2 separate regions of the Mus musculus genome follow, and region 1 is linked to region 2. Evidence: chromatin contacts called from public targeted proximity ligation data. All regions are on one chromosome and are shown on one strand. The core of a region is the stretch at or near the end of the contact, and the rest is flanking DNA. Distances in the headings are between cores, read along the strand shown. Region 1 overlaps Myof (myoferlin). Region 2 has its middle 91 kb from the start of Gm52397.

What was found.
Region 1: a contact with region 2 is called in a targeted proximity ligation map of pancreatic cancer cells. A contact is called at or near these places in 3 of 484 Hi-C or Micro-C datasets (embryonic stem cells and extraembryonic endoderm stem cells), 5 of 130 datasets of targeted methods (the NIH/3T3 cell line, bone marrow-derived macrophages, embryonic stem cells and 2 more) and 4 of 9 other capture datasets (adipose tissue, embryonic stem cells, liver and 1 more).

The regions. Positions count from the first base shown.
Region 1 is chr19:38,035,705-38,041,510 of GRCm38.p6, forward strand. The region is part of intron 1 of Myof (myoferlin); the gene reads right to left. Among named protein-coding and RNA genes, the nearest start is that of Myof, 5.0 kb to the right of the region's middle.
Region 2 is chr19:37,892,060-37,897,624 of GRCm38.p6, forward strand. No RefSeq gene overlaps it. Among named protein-coding and RNA genes, the nearest start is that of Gm52397, 91 kb to the right of the region's middle.

The DNA.
Region 1 (5,806 bases), core at 1,582-4,081, 140 kb after region 2:
AGAGTGACACTTGGCGGTGGCACCTTACCTTTCCAGGTTGGGCAGGGATGCAATGAGAGGAGTGGATGAGAGCCACATCTCAGCTTGTCTGAGGAAATGCTCCCCATCTGACTTGTGGGAAGCCAGCTATGTTTGTTTTCAAATATCACTTTCACCTTCTAAGCTGTTGTCTCCGATTGCCTCCCTCATGACAGTCTCTTTCAGAGCCACCCCACCCAGCCTGTGCTCACCCACAGGGTAAACACTCTGAGGGGTCACGGGGATGGCTGGAGTTCCATTTCACAATGAAGCACAAGAAGTCCCATTAGCCTGCTAGGTGTGGTTTTCTCACTTATTTGGCTCAGTCAGGCTTCATTAGCTCCTCCCTTCTAAAGGTGGTCCTGAAGGAGCTGCCTCTGTTCTGGAGAGCAATTGACTCAATCAACAAACCCAGGTAATCCCCCAGACTCCTGTTGATGCCATTCTCAGAGAGGTTTTCCAGTAGGTTACCATGCATCACAACTCCCTAACCGGACTACCCTTGTTAATCTCACCACATACACCCACAACTCCACTATCCTTTGTGGTTATTATTTTTTTCTAAGATTTATTTAGATATGTGAGTACACTGTAGCTGTCTTCAGACACACCAAAAGAGGGCATCAGGTCCCATTACAGGTGGTTGTGAGCCACCACATGGTTGCTAGGAGTTGAACTCATGACCTCTGGAAGAGCAGTCAGTGCTCTTAACTGCTGAGTTATCTCTCCAGCCCCTTTGTGGTTGTTTCAAAGTCTGGAATAACTTCTTCCTCCATCCCTCCTTCCCCGCCCCCCCCCCCATCCCTCCCTTACTTTTTCCTTTCACAGGATCTCACTATGCAGCCCAGTCAGGCCTTAAACTTGTGATCCTCCTGTCTCAGCCTCCCAGGTGTTAGGATGACCCGAGTGTAAACTATGTCCACTACTTCCTCCTAATGATGTCTTCATGTATCCTTTAAGACCAACTTAAATATAAACACTTTCCTCTCAAAGCTTTCTGTTCTTCTGTTTACTCTTTTTGCTTGCTTGCTTGCTTGCTTGCTTGCTTTCTTGCTTGCTTGCTTGATTCAATTTTTGAGACAAGGTCTTCCTATATATGCCTGATCTGGAACTAGCTATGCAGACCAGGCTGGCCTTGAACTTGTGGCAATTCTCTTGCATCTGTTTCTCAGGTCTGGGATTACAGGCACATGCCACCAAACGTGGCCTCCTTTTACTCATAAATTGCAACTTTTCCCACGCTTCCAACGAGGTACTAGCTTGCATCTCATGCATCTCATTCTAGTGTCGGAGGCCTAGGAGAACAGCCGTGTTAGGTGTTTTCACCATGGCTCCTGACACTGGCAACTTATCAAACAGGAGAGGAAATTTAGAATTCCTATGTGCAAGGCCTTCTGCATTTCCACCTGATCCACAAGTCACCCTGCAAGGTAGGAGAGGCCATCCTATTTTGTGTTTCTGTTGCTGTGATAAAACACACCATGACCAGAAGCAACCTGAGGAGAGGAAAAACTGCATTTGTCTTACATGCTCTGTTCACAAATGATCATAAAGAGAAGCCAAGGCTAGACCCTGGAGATGAGAACTGAAGCAGAGACCATGAAGGGACAGCAATTACTGATTTGTTCATCATCCCTGCTTGGCTTGCTTCCTCATACAACTCAGGACCATCTGCCCTGAGATGGCACCACCCACAGTGGACCAGGCCCTCCCATATCAATCATTAATCAAGAAAATGCCCCCACAGCCTTGCCTGCAGGCCAATCTCATCCGAGTAACTCCTCAACTGAGGTTCCCTCTTCCCAGGTGACTCTAGTTTGTGTCAAGTTGAAAGAAACTAACCAGCACTGAGTATTACTTAGAACACCGAAACCGGAGATTTTATTTGCTCATAAGCAATTAGAAAACAAGAAATGGCAATTAGAATTCCTCAGGTATGGCTGGCTCTAAAGCCCAGGGCCTTTACTCTGTAATGGCCAATTAGAAGTCAGTTGATAAAGGCTTAAAGTGGCAGATGTCCCACAGCTGTTTTTTTTGAACGAAAACTGTGCTCAAAGTACAGCCCTGTTCAACAGAGCAGCTGTTCCACCGAAGCTTGCCGTGAGTAGGGAGACGGTTGTCATGCCACAGTGTTCTGGGTAGTATCTGTGTTATAGACCAGTACACGTTTCACATATGAATCTTCAGCAGGAAGGGCAGCGGCTTCATGTAGTTCTTTTCAAATAGAAGAATTCAAACACATCAATTTATCTGGATAACAGGAGCTACAAACCGGTTGTGTTCAGTTCAGTATCAGGAATGTGTGGAGCAGTTGTTCCTTTACCTAGATCCACCCACAGGGCACATGAAAGAATTCTAAGTGTAATCCTTCCTGAACAACGGAAGATGGGCCAATCACCGTGGCCCCTTTCAGGATTAACAGACAGAGGCTTTGTTATTCCAAGATGTCTCTAACCTCCTTCCATCTCTTTCAGTGGCCAATGCTGAAAAAGCATATTCAACATCCATCAATCTATCAGTTGTTGGAGAAGGCATAAATATGCCACTTGGACTGGTCTTAGGAACAGAGAGAAACCAGTGACCAGAAAAGAAGCCAGGGAAGTGCCAGTGTCCTGACTGAGAGCATATGGGTAAGCTATGTTGTGGAGGAGGGAAGGAAAAACAGGACAAGCTAATTAATTTCTAAAAGCAACTGTGGTTTTGTAGATGACTGAGAGCCAAAGAATGTGCCTTTGGGAAATGTACAGTCCCCAGGCTTCGGCAGGGTGGGGCCACCATCCTTCAACAGTTAGTCTCCAAGCCCTTTTCTCCCGGAAGTGAGGAGAATGACTCAGTAGATTAAACAGTTTTGCTTTCTGAAGTATTTGTCAATACAATACCATGGTTCTACTGAAGTACCCAAGTTTCATGACCATCATTACCTGTGAAGAACTGTCTAGACTCTACAACATACCCTAGGTAGATCAAGATTCTATATGGACAGCTTACCTCCATAGTCTACAATGAATGGACCCTGTGAGAGATTTCACCACTCCGAATGGAATCTCACAGCTTCTTAAAGCTTATCTAAAAGATTCTTTTAGAATTTACCTCTGGACAGTAGGGGTTGGCTCAGTGGGTAAGGTACTTGCTGAGCAAGGGCAAGGGCCTGAGTTCAAATCTCCAAAGCCTACAGAAAGTTGGGCACCGTATGACCCTATAATTCCAACTCTCTTACAGAAGAGATAAGAGAATCCCCCAGAAACTTGTGGGCCATCTACAAACAAGAGACCTGCCTCAAACAAGGTGGAAGATGAGAAGTGTCATTCAAGGCTGATCTTAGACTCCATTCATGCACCACTGGTGTGGACATTGTACACACATACACACATCACACACAAACAGATACATACACAAAAAGAAAAAGGAAGGAAGGAAGGAAGGAAGGAAGGAAGGAAGGAAGGAAGGAAATGCCTCAAGATTTTGAATGTTTCTCACACAAGGAAATACAAAATCTTGAGGTGGTAATTAAGCCAAATTGCCTTGATCTGATCATCACACACACACACACACACACACACACACACTCACACTCACACTTACTATGTTCCCTAAGATGGTTTTGAATGGAAGCTTGGGTGCAAAGTGACCCTATCACAAGGACAGGATAGGAAACCTGCTGTTGTGGCCGCCATGTTTCCCTGGAAAGGGATGATCCTATGAATAAAACACTGCTATGAATAAAACACGCCAGCGTATGAGTATACAAGAAAGGTTTCTCTCTATTAACCTTTTCAAAAGACTCTTTTCATACAAAAGCAAGGGATGAAACAGAGGGGAAAAGGAAAGTATATGGTAATATCCAGCTAGCAAAATGACCTTTAAAGGGCTACAGGCCAACAAACAAACTAAAAAATCCCCACAGCACCAACCCTTCAGAAGCGCACATGCTCACAAGGCTGGAGCAACTTGTCTGCCTACAGCAAGAGGATGTAAGAGATTCAAACCTAATTGTTCAGACTAACACATCAGGCGTGATGGCAAGTCCCAGCATTCAGGATAAGGAGAACTGGAGAACGAGGAAGATCAGAGGTTCAAACTCATCCTCAGATAGCTCTGGACTTGACGATCATCCTGGGCTACATGAGCCCCTGCCTCAATTAAATTGATTGGATCAGTGGTCCCTAGGAAGACTGCAAACACAGCAGGAAGAGTTGTCATTTTTCAGTTGTTTAATCCCTTTTATGCTTTGGTTTACTTTATTTGACCGTCATTCAAAGAATTAAGATCTGATATTAACAAAAATTAAACAAAATTTAATTGTTTTCTTTTATTGTTTGTGTTTGTGTCTCTCTGTATGTATGTATGCATGCATGTATGTATGTATGCATGTATGTGAGTGTGTTGGGGGGTGGTTAGGGGACAAGTTACAGAAGCATGTTCTCTCTCCCCATGGGGGTTCCAGGGACTGAACTCAGACAACCAGGCTTGGCAGCGAGTGTTTTTAACCATCGACCCTCTCGCTATCCCACAGTTAGAATGTCTAAATGCTTATGTCTGGGAGTTGAGAGGTCTCAGAGGCTTGTATATTTAATCCCTGTTGGGCCCAGCTGCACACGCTAGCTGTCTACAAGGAGCTTGAGGCAGATAGCTACCTGTAGTTCTCAGCAGGCTGGCTTAAAATTTAGAACTGGTTCGTGGAACCCAAGACGGAAAAGACATAAGCTCTGCTGCCTTCATAATCCACTCCTGCACACCTTCATTTCCACAAAAGAAGCACAACCAGCCCTTCTGGTTCACCCGAGGCCCGGAGCAACAACTCCACAGCCAGCCGAAGGCTATACAAAGGCCTGAGATCTGCTCCAATGCAGTTAGTTGGTGACTAGTACGTTTGCTCCCAGATGCAGTGTAATTGCAGGCTAGCAGGGTCTCTGCTGGGAGTCAGAGATGTGGTACTCAAAGTCCCAGCAGTGAAAGACTTGGTCTCCAGCCTACCATGAACAGGCAGTGGAACCTTTAAGAGCTGGGGACTTGTAGGAGGAGTTAAGTCATTGGGGTGTGCCTTTGTCCCCTCCCTCTTTTCCTGGCCATGTACAAGACTGCTCTGCCATACACTCCTACCAGATGGTAGTCCTAACCTTTCCTCCCCGAGAGGCTGAAAAGCAATAGATCTGCTCACTTGTGGACTGAACCTCTAAAGCCCTGGGCCAAAAGCCATGTTCTCTGTTCTCGGTGATTATCTCCATCCTTGTCACAGAAATGGAAAGCTGATGGACAGACAGGACCTCACAGTATCCATGCGAGCATCATCACCCCCATTTCTCCCTTCAGTTGGCCATGCTTCCTGTCATTCCAGGAGGTGGGCTGAGCTCTTTTCCACCCTTGTTCATTTATGAACATTGATGCCACGACATGAGATCCTTAGTTCTATCAGGACTTAATTCAACTTAATTTTACATAGCTCTCAAAATTGGGCACTGGAAGGAATTGATGTATCCAGGGTTTTCAGACTGCTGGGGAGGAAAGGAAGGCAGGAAAAGAAATCATGGCCATGACTGCCTGTCCCATACCTGTCAAGACCATGGCTTTCAGACCTCACAAATGATCAAAGTCTGGTATTAGAAAGTTGAAGCACCTTGAAACTAGAAAGCCAGTGTCCTGCTACTTGCCATGGCTAAGGAAGCTGAGACCTGAATGGTTAGAGCTGGGATATCCAAGGTTATCCGTTATTTAGGTAATGCTGGCTAGTGTCCAGTGTGCAGGTCAGAGATGGCTCAGTGGTAGAGTGTGCCCTTGGTCTGATGCCCAG
Region 2 (5,565 bases), core at 3,057-5,556:
CTGGAGGGCAGGGTGGAAGGGAACACAGGACATTTCCTCTTCCTCCTCTGTGGGCATTGTACCTGGCAGTGTTTGCAAGTCATCTGAAGTCCCCTTAGTACCCTTCTGTCTGTCCCTTTCTCTTCATGGGGGAGGTGCCTTTTGTAATCAGTTACCTCTGCTGAGGTCCCTCAATGGACCTCTATTTCCTGGCTAGAGCTGACGTGGATCTTTCATCTACCTGCAGCTTTGAATGATTACAAGAACAAAGCTTCTGGCTTGTTTCATTCTTCAATCACCTATGCAATGTATTTGTGTAACCGAAAAACAAGGTTTTACTTCTTTAGAGACAGGGCTTCACCGTGTAGCTTTGGCTGGCCTGGAAGTTGCTATATAGATCAGGCTGGCCTAAACTCAGAAATCTGCCTGCCTCTGCTTTTGAGTTCTGTGTCTATAAGTATGAATCACCATGCCTTGCAAGGTCTTTATTTTCAACCTTAATGTACTGTTCAGAGACCCAGATGTTTTAGGAAGAGAAGCAACTCTAATCTTCTCAAAGCTGAAAATTGGATATAAAGAGCTGTAGGACTTATAAGACATCATGATGCAGGAGCTAGCCATGGAGATAGGTACCCATAATCCCACACTCAGAAAGCAGAGGCAGAAGGATTGAGGATTTAAAGTCAGACTGAGCTACATAGTGAAGCGCTGTGTCAAAACGCTTCATGCCAGTGGCTGCAGCTCAGGAGTAGAATGCTTGCCTCAGAAGTAGAAGACCTTGGCGTTGGTTCCCCAAGCCCACTCCTGGTATGTATGCAATGTATTAATTTGTGTGATATCTATTTGTCATTTAAATTTTTCTCCCCATTAACAAGATTGGGCATCTGATCTTATTGACCACATGAATTTGCATTCTGAGACAGCCTTCTGGACTCAGTTAACTGCATCTCCCTGGAATCTTGAGGTTGTGGTCCAACTGGGGCGCCAGGGAATAGACTGAGCATCTAACAGGAAGGGAGATACTTCTCCAAAGTCTAGAGTAGATTGATGCAGGAGCTGCAATGGCAGAGACAGGCTGAGAGCTGCCTGACTTGTGGGTTTCCAGTTCATTCTGCTTTGGATGGAGACCACTATTCTGTGATGCTGTGAGCCAACTGTGACTGAGTCCCACACCCAGAGTCCTGAGGGCTTGGGTATCAAGGGTTCCTGGCACAAAGGTCTGTGTTGACCTGGTGACACATGTCTCTAGCCCATTTTGTCCTGGAGTTCCGGCAGACCTTTTAGTATGTCAGAAAATTTAAAATGTCTAGTAAATGATTTTTATAAATGTGACTTTTCCCAATTCTTAAACACCAGCTGTGATCTTTAAAAGTGGGGGAGGGACAGTTTGGGTCAAACAAAGAGTATCTGTGGGTACTGGATTTAGCCACTAAAAGACCAACAAAGACCTGTGTGTTGAAACAAGACCCCTCCCAAGTCAATCAACAAGTTCCAACCTGTCTTTGGGGGCCAAAGCATGTGCTGTAGGAAACGAGAGGGTCGATTCCTGGATGCACAGAAGGGTACGAAGAAGAACTTTCATTACTTATAATGCTTTTGGGGAAAAATACACATAGGATGAGATGTACTGTTTTCAGAGAATAGTTCAACGGCACTAAGCACACTCATCCGTGTATACCATCATAGCCTGGCCACAGAACTCTGAATCTTATAAAACTGAAAGTGTATCACCCAGTTCCCTCATTCCACTTCCCCTGGCCTCTGGTAGCTATCTCTCTATTTAGCAAATTTCTCTATTATCCCACCAGGTATTTTATATATGAATATTTGTCCTTCTGTGCATGGCTTATTGACTGAGTCTTCTCAAGTTTTGTTCATATTGTAGGATGTCACAAAGTCCTTGCTTTTGATGGCTACGCCATATTCCCTTGCGTGTGCATGCCACATTTTGTTTGTCTATTCACTCACCAGCAGAGAGTCCATTGCCTTTCTATATCAGAGCACCATTGACTTGGAAGCTTCTAATCAATAATTTTTTTTTTCGTACAGTAATGGAGGTTGGGAAATCTCTGCTCAGGGCGCCAGCAGATTCTGCATCTGGTAGGGACCTGCTTTCTGTCCATAGCTAGCCATCTGCCTTCTGTGTCCTCACAAGAGGAAAGGAAAGGAACCTACTTTGGACTTCTCTTAAGATTTATTTATTTATTTCATGTATATGAGTGCTCTATCTGCATGCACACCTGCATGTCCGAAGAAGGCATCAGATCACATGATAGGTGGTTGTGAGCTAGCATGTGGTTGCTGGGAATTCAACGCAGGACCTCTGGAAGAGCAGCCAGTGAGCTGAGCCATCTCTCTAGCCCTAGACTTTTTTTTATAAGGACACTGATGGCCCAGTTATGAGTGTTCCACCCTTGCAACCTCTTGAAGTCCCAATTTCCTAAAATCATTACCTGGGGTATTAACATTTCACTGTGTAAATTTTGGTGGGGCAGCACAGATATTCATTGTGTAGTAGCTTATTCCCACCTGTGATGATTTGACTGCAAAAGTGGTTTTGAGTCCTTAGTTTCGTTACTTTGGGCACACATCCAGAAGTAGAATTGCTGGTTGTTTGGTATATCTATATTTAATGTCTTGGGATAGTGATGCCCTACTCTCTGCACCCCTTCCTTTCCTTCCTCCTTCTACCATTTCACTCTGTGCTGGGGATTGAACCTGGGCTTTGCACTTGCTAAGAATACACTCCACCACTGAGCTACACCCTGCCCCTACCTGCTTTCTTTAATTAGGATTGTGCAGTCAGAACTTGGGGTGGCCTCATTTGAAAGAGCAATGGTTTTGCGTGACTTGTTTCTTAGAGACAGAATCTTAACTAAGTAGCCCAGGCTGGCCTCCTCAACTCTTGAACCTCTTGCCTTTGCCTCTTGAGTGTGGGAATTGTGGGCCTATCTTTGTGTCACTTCCTATGGCAACATTTGTCACATGTGTCACTTCTGACTTACATCTGTTAGGCAGCTCTGTTTTCTCAAGATGAAGGTACTGTCCAGGATGATGGCTAAAGGACACTGAGGGCTTACTCTGTCCCAAACACCTCTGTATGTTAAATCATACTATCTTCACAATCTCTGAAAACTATTGTCCCTATTTTGCATACAAGACAAATGTGCCACCAAAAAAAAAATCAGAAGCCTGAACCGAGGTAGGGACAGACAAGAACATTGACCTCTGGACTCACTTTCTCAGGGAGGGAACTGTGCACCCCCTGGGGGAGATGCTCCAGTTCTTGGGGTGATGTTATGACCGAGCTGTGCTGAGCTCACAGGCTTACAGGCGTCTGGAATCCCCTGGCCCCATGTTCTTGCCGCTCGCTCTAAGACAGGATTCCATCATTTATTTTGTTTATCCCATTGACCCAGGTGAAACCTTGTCTGCGAGGCTGCCGTGCCACATCTGGATCCAGCTGGATATCCCTGGTCCTCCTCCTGGTAATTACCCAGGCAGGACTTCACTGAAATATGAAGGAGAGGATTACAGGTTTGGCTCTAGGACTTTGAGAAAATACATGGCCGTGGTACATTAATACTAGTCAGAGGCTGAAAGAGCCTTTGTGAGAAGTTGAGATGAATTTTGGCAAAATCGGGTTGCCCTTAGAAGCATTTTGTACGCTAGGAAGGAAGGAGTCGTTCTGAAATTATAATTTTTTTTCTTTTCATTGCTTCTCGGCCTTTTGGTTGAGATCAAATGCAAAAAGTTACACACACACACATACACACACATACGCACACACACGCACACACACACACACACACACACATACATACACACACACACACATATACACACACACATACACACACACATACACACACATACACACACACATACACACACATACACACACACATACACACACATACACACACAGACCCCTTATTCAGTTTATTCAGATCTTTAAAACTTGGGGCTGAGACTCTCTTGGAAATGTGTACCCCAGTCAGCAGAGCACCCCTCACACACAGGCCTGTGTTTCCCATTATGTCCCCACACTCTCTAGGCCTCAAAGTTAGTCCCAGCTACATGCCTCTCTTGTGTTTTTCTTGAACTACATGAACTCTGGCATTTCACTTCACGGATGTATATCCAGGGGGAAGGGGCCCCTCCCTTTCATCTTCCTTGGGACCTCATCATGTTTAACTGAAGGAAGATTAGGGAGTTCTCATTCAACGCTGAACAAACACAGCACTCAGCTTCGAAGATGGTGGGCCCTTAATCTCTTTACAACGTTGACTCATTATGAACTCATTCCACATAAGCAGACATTACAAAGCATCCCTCCGAATGGAATTCCCATCTGCCAGCAGAAGCTGTGGGCTCATGTTCCAGAGAGCACTCTGAATCGGCCGCTAAAGAAGCTCTTTAGCACAAAGTGGTTTTGCTGTAGAGGGTTTAAAACTTTGAAATCGAGCTGTTTTCTCATATGATCGGCAGCTTGTATTTTCTGTTGCTTCTCTTCTCTCTAGACTGAAAGGGAAGTTTCTAGAAGTGACTCTTTTTTTTCTTTTTTTACTTTAGTGAAATCATTTGTTCCTCGGTCAAATGAGACAGCTCCAGTCCTTGGGCAAATGACCTAAGAGCCAGTGTGGGACTTGGGAGGGATACAGGGTTGTGACATGGCTAGCAACTGGAAAACCAAGCAGACCAGCCCCTTTCTGCCCCACAATGGGTTTCAGAACTTTGCCCACCTCTTACATTGCTCTTTAACCAACAGGAAGGTCTAAAGGTGACATATTTTATTTTCTAACCTTAAAATAAAAAAGTGAAAGATAAAACCAAACCAAGAGTTAGCCTGTCAGGATCTCCACTTCCTTCTCCCTACTGCGCTGAGATTCATTTTGCAAATGAAGGCTCCAGCCTTAATGGTGACACTTGCTTCAGTCAGTTAGGACGGAGTGTTATTTAATTCACAGTGAAGGGACAATCTGACTGGATAGAGATTAGTTCCCCTTTAGTGACCATTTATAAGTCACCAGGCCACTAGCACCCTCAGTTGAGGGGCCATTATCTTTTGACAAGGTGAAGTCTTTTTCTAAGGGGGAGAAAGAAGAGGTCTTCTATCCAGAAGGCTTCCCCATGAATCATTTCATTCCAGCAGAGCCCTGCTGTCATTTACTCCAATGGAGGATGCTAGTGACTCCAAAGAGATGTGGTGAGGACAAAGAAGAGATTCTCTTGTCGGCCATTCCCTTGTCTAGTTGGCAAGGAGTCTCCACGATTCCCAGTGAGGAATCGTGGAGAATATGGTAGTATGAGTTCTTGTTGCTGGCTGCTCTAGAATGTTAATACCCTGTATTCATCATGATGTATAAAGACTTCCTTTCTGACTGGCCCATGCCAGTACTATACTAATTGTGAAAAATCTTCAATAACATTCCACTTCAGGAGCAATAAGACTCTTTTGAGAATTGACTTTTCTTTCCTCTAAGAATATATCAGCAAAAAACAAAACAAAACAAAACAAAACAAAACAAAACAAAACAAAACAAAAAACCTGTCTTGAAATTAGATGGATGCCATGGAGCTGCA